2 separate regions of the Mus musculus genome follow, and region 1 is linked to region 2. A link is a contact called in public ChIA-PET data. All regions are on one chromosome and are shown on one strand. The core of a region is the stretch at or near the end of the contact, and the rest is flanking DNA. Distances in the headings are between cores, read along the strand shown.

What was found. ChIA-PET counts read pairs in DNA pulled down with a chosen protein or histone mark.
Region 1: a contact with region 2 is called in an RNA polymerase II ChIA-PET map of memory CD8 T cells, with 6 read pairs. The contact joins two enhancer-like sites. A contact is called at or near these places in 1 of 115 datasets of contacts at active chromatin or transcription factors (memory CD8 T cells) and 2 of 9 other capture datasets (liver and pancreatic islet).

Annotation. Positions count from the first base shown.
Region 1 is chr1:163,897,073-163,899,772 of GRCm38.p6, reverse strand. All of the region lies in intron 19 of Kifap3 (kinesin-associated protein 3), which reads right to left. Among named protein-coding and RNA genes, the nearest start is that of Scyl3, 31 kb to the left of the region's middle. Within about 2 kb of position 1,387, at least 46 of the 459 cell types and tissues checked have an H3K27ac peak or open chromatin away from gene starts, as enhancers often do. A contact at or near this core is called in memory CD8 T cells, where this site is marked.
Region 2 is chr1:164,134,139-164,136,838 of GRCm38.p6, reverse strand. The region is part of intron 8 of Selp (selectin, platelet); the gene reads right to left. Among named protein-coding and RNA genes, the nearest start is that of F5, 16 kb to the left of the region's middle. Within about 2 kb of position 1,323, at least 142 of the 459 cell types and tissues checked have an H3K27ac peak or open chromatin away from gene starts, as enhancers often do. A contact at or near this core is called in memory CD8 T cells, where this site is marked.

The DNA of each region.
Region 1 (2,700 bases), core at 138-2,637, 240 kb after region 2:
TGTACATATGCCATGGCATGCATGTGGAGGTCAGAGGACATTGGGAGAGTTCTCTCACACCACTGTGTGGGTTTCAGAGATCCAGCATATGTTCTGAGGTTTGGTGTCAACTGCATTTACCTACTGAGCCACTTTGCTAGCCAACTACCCTCTTAAAAATGCAACAACCAACAATTAGCATTTTCTAAAAAGTGGATCCTCTATTTCCAAGAGATCTGATTGGATGGTTTCTACTTCAGAAATATCCTCCTCAGTTCTCCATCTGCTTTTAAGCACTGCTTTTACCATCAGCTGAATCAGTGAGTGGGCATTACACACTCAGTGAGTGGGCATTACACACTCAGTGAGTGGGCATTACACACTCAGTGAATGGGCATTACACACTGCCTCATCCAATGTTGTGATTTTTATGAGAAATGATTCATTCTATGGAATATGATTGCTATAACAGTAACTGTGACTTAAGTGGTGAGAAATGACAAAACCGATTTAAATTTTTTTATTTTACTTAATAATAACCATATTTTTATATATGGTCCATAAGAACACATAATAAAATGTATTTATTTTGGCTATCATTCAAAATTGTCATCTGAGGTAAATTTCAGACAACTTGCTAAATTCTAACTGCCAATCATAACAAGGCAATAGAAAAGGTAAAAACCAAGAAAACGATAAATTTACTGAATAATTGTAATATTTACTCTATGTGTACAGAGATAAAATTTTATTCACTTGATAAAATGGCTTAGTGAGTTTAATAATGTTTTTTTTTTCTTTAAGAGTAGCTCTTATAATGTAGAAATGAAGATTTCTGAAAGCCTCAAAATTTCCTTGGTACAATGGCATTACTTCTGCACCTGAAGTAAAAATAATGACCTTACCCGTTAAGCTAATTAATCATAAGTGTATGTTCACACTAAGTATATAACTTAAGCATAGGGGACAGAAAGGTTCTGGTCCTTTAAACCTTTTAGTGACCAATTTTCATCTTAATGAGCAAATCCACCACCTCTCTGCCCCACCCAGGAACGACGCTTAGCATCATCCACTTTCTGAGATTTTCTTTCAGTTTTGGTCTTGTAACCATGTGACTCGGCAAAAACTAGGTTGCATGAAAAGGAAGAAAAGCCAATAAAATGAATTACAAAGACAACAAGGTTAAACTGATCACACTGTCTTCATACACCCTACTGAAACTGTACAAATAGGCAGTTGGCTGTGGTTTGGCATTTAGCAGCATGCGATCAGCAAGAAGGAGGAAATTTTATTCTCATTAACTGTTGCAGATTTACTGCAGTGAAAAAGGGCTATGTAACCCGAGATGTGACAGTACAGCAAGATCAAAGCCACAGGCTGGAAACTAAATAAACCCTCTGGCTACTTCCTGCAAGGAAAATTCACTTTGGCAATGTAAAACAGAGCCCAGTTAAAAACTACTCTCAGTTTTATGAGCTGTCATAGCAGCTCAAGTGGTTTGGGCTGGCTGAGTTTAGAACATTATATTTCCTTGTTTTTGTCTTAGATACTTCTACAAGAAGGTTTATAGACTAACTCCCCACTCCAGCACAACAACTAGCAAGTTCTTGCAGTTTAAAATGAGCCTAGTCACTAAGCTCATTAGAGCAGGCCTTCACTGGAACATTCCTTCCTCAGTCACTATATAACTTAGGATCTCACTCAGATTTAACCTGGGAATATGGATTTACTTTTATGACTCACATACAACCTGGACAATTCCTATTCAAACTGAATGCAAGTCAGCTACACAGCCCACATGGCTTTTATCTGATTAGTAAGCTATTGGTACAGGACATCACGAGTGACGATGGGCATCACGGAGAATAAGGCAATTAATTAATATTACATTTAAAGGCCTACAGCCCAGCATTGAAAGATGTTGTTTAATGTTTTTAACATTAGAAAACTTAATGACTATTCATAGCAGGCCTCATCCAAACAGACAGGACTAGAAAGAATAGCTCAACCTTGAATTACACAGTCCTCTCCAGCTAAGGACTATGCCTAACACTACGACTCAAGGCCTAAATGGACTTGCTATCGTATTTAAAATTTGAATAAGGAAACATTTGAAATGGTAATTTGCGTTGTAGTAAAAAAAAAAAAAATCTACTTCTGAAGATAGCATTACCTAAGAGCAAACATCTCCTACAAGCACTCACGTACACTTAAAAACTTCAGACTTCCTTTTAATTTATATTTGCATTGCTTTATTTTGAAACAGAGCGTCATGATTACCTATGCTGGCCTGCATTGATATCCTCTTGCCGCAGCTTCCTGAATTCTGGGCAAACAGATATGCACCAACATACCTGACTAAATTCACTCTCAATTGTATCGATATAGTCGGCAAAAATTCGACCAGTACACTTGGAAAACCATATGAACTTTACCACTAGACGATCACTCTTAAATGGTGGTGATGTGTTCAATTTCCCAGCCAAGCCAGGGTTAACACCCATGTCATGTCTTTAAACACAAGGCTGTGTACAGTCGATGTGTTAACATTTTTATAGGATTCAGTTCTATTATTTTACTTGTAGATTCAGTTATAGCAGTATTTTTTCCTCCTAAATGAAAGTCTTAATAACGTCTCAATAATGTGGTTTCCCTTGAGAAAAACCTTTGGGCTTTCTACGCAGCTAGTAAGCATCCAAAAGCTTTGCTCTGACCACCAGA
Region 2 (2,700 bases), core at 74-2,573:
ATAGTGGCATGCTTCACGTTGAATGCCCTAGACCTCAGGGAAAGTCGCCCCCTTGATGTCTTCTTGAGAAACAAACCGGATGATGTTTCCAGCAAACAATGCCAAGAACTTAGAGGTGAAAGTGGGGGTGATTTCTTTCTCTTTCCCAGCCAGTGGTGAGAGAATCTGGGTCTACGTCTTAGCTTATACTATGCACGGTGACCCCTTTGCAGCCGTGGATGCTTTATTTTCAATGAAAATCTGTGACTCTTGCCTCACAGTACTTTTTATTTATATAGCAAGTCACACTTAGGCCACACTCAAAGATTAAATGTAAAAGGGAATAAAGTGGATACATATTTCATTGGTTGTCTGTAAATGACAATTTTCACCACTTCCCAGAAGTCTCAACCTGCAGGACCAGGCATAAATGACCCGCCAAGATAATGAAATCAGGTCTCCCAGTTATTTGGCAGCATATATAAACACAAGTCTGAGGTGCTTGGAGACTGGCTTGGATTGGGACTGACACTTTATGACTTTGGACAAGCCACTTAACCTCTCTGAATCTTGATATCTTAACGACTTAGTCAGATCGAGAGCGAACAGATTCTCGGTGCCAATGTCAGTAGCTGTCAAGGTGGACCTCTCTCGAGGGAGCTCGTGGTACCTTCCTGCCTTAACCACATGTGGGTATGTCACTTGACGCAATGAAGCCCAGATGAATCATGCTGACACTCGGAAGGGAAGGGCTAAGTGTAAACACGGTCTCGGGGACTTCTGCTCCTTGTCTTGGTTATGCAGTATATGGCTTTAAATCAGAGGAAATGGGGCAGCAGTCCTTGTTGTTTCCAGGTACTGTCTGCACCTTTCTTGTCCCTTCATTCCATACCGTCCCTGGCAGTACACCTCTCACTCTAATCAACTTATACAGAGACTGAGATACAGTCTGCCACTTGCAAAGTCTTCCTGTGTTCAGTGTGTGTGTGTGTGTGTGTGTGTGTGTAGAGAGAGAGACAGAGAGAGAGAGAGAGAGAGAGAGAGAGAGAGAGAGAGAGAGAGAGAGAGAAGGCTGTAAGCCAGAAATGCAGAGGGGAAAAGGGTGTGGGTCCTTGCTTTGGTGAAGTCATGGCAGAGTCATTTCCAGCTCTCCAGTGACTTTGCAAGGATGAGTGTAGAGGGCTGTGGGGACGGTGACAAGGAAAATGATCTGATAACGCTCTCTCCCTCGGAAGTGTCACAATAGCTTGTGGATTTCAGGCCTCGTGGTACCTTCCTGCCTCAACCGCATGTGGGTATTTCACTTGATGCACACCCAGTAAGAAGAGGAGAAAGTTCCCTCAGAGTAAACAAAGGGCTAAAAGCAGAAGGGAACTGGAAGGTCACAGGAAGCTGTGGTGAGTGGCAGGCCCTGGCAGTGAACACCCACAGGCAGGACTGTGGAGCAATGAGTAGCTTTCCTGGAAGGGTCTGATCCTCCTGATAATCCTGCTGAGGATTTTGGAGCTCTTCCTCAAAGCTGTATAGACTTCAGTGTCGTGAGGATAAGAGCAAGGGACAAGCCCAGAGCCTCACTCTGTTCTATCCAGACCCAGTTCCTCAATCCCAACCCCAACTCCAGAACTTGACTTAGGTTCTGATGCCTTGAACGAAGGATATCGTATTATGCTGTTAATTAATTAATTAGTTATTCATACATGAATTGTTTGCTTTATAATGGTGTGTGTGTGTGTGTGTGTGTGTGTGTGTGTGTGTGTGAGAACACTTGTGGGACCTGAATAGCAAGTGGTTTCTTTTTCATGAAAAACGTGCTTGCTTTTACTCATATATTTGAAAGCCCATACTAAGTTAAGTGATACAGAAATATTTCACATTGCACATATTAAGTATATTGTTAAAATCAAATATACACAATAAAATACTATTACAAAAATTGCATGAGAGCATATCAGAAGCACTTAGAAATATTTCCTTTGGATGGTTGATATTTACGAGACTATTTTAATGTCTCTATTTTCCTATATATCTGTAGATTTTACAAATATAAATCTTGTTTTGTTAAAAGTGTTTGTCATAAATTTGGCTAAAGTTTTGGGTACATTGAAAGAGAAAGAAATGGGAAAATATGAAAATCACACACTATAAAGTCAGGTGACTAGAACAGCTCTGCTTCACACAGGATGTTATGGTGCTCACAGGACATGCTGGCTTCTTAACACCGAGTCTAACACAGATAGATATAAATTGTCCTAATGAGGCTATGCTTTGCTTTCTTCCGAGAATGCTTTAATCTCCAGTTCATGGCACGGATTCTCCCCAGTGCTCCACACTATAGCCTAACTATGTTTCTCCAGTGTTAAACAGAGAATGCTTACTTCTAGATTCTGTAATTCTGCCTTTCTCATTCCTCCCGGACATGCCATGACCCCTACCAAGAAAGTGTCAGATCAGTCTTGGAGCCAACACTCAGAGTTAAGTTTTCTTTCCCGTCCTCTTTCTGGACCCCGTGCTTAGTGAGTACCACTGTGATAGGAGCCTGCCAGTCCTGATGTAGATTCTGATAAAGACACCGCAAAGGTCACCACATTGTTATCATTGCTAAATATCCTGACACTCATGATGTTTGCTTAGTCTCTGACGACATTTGTATCTGGAATCCTTGGGGGTAGAGGATGAAGGAGTTAGGGACAGACAGCACTCGCTAATTTCTCAAGGTACACC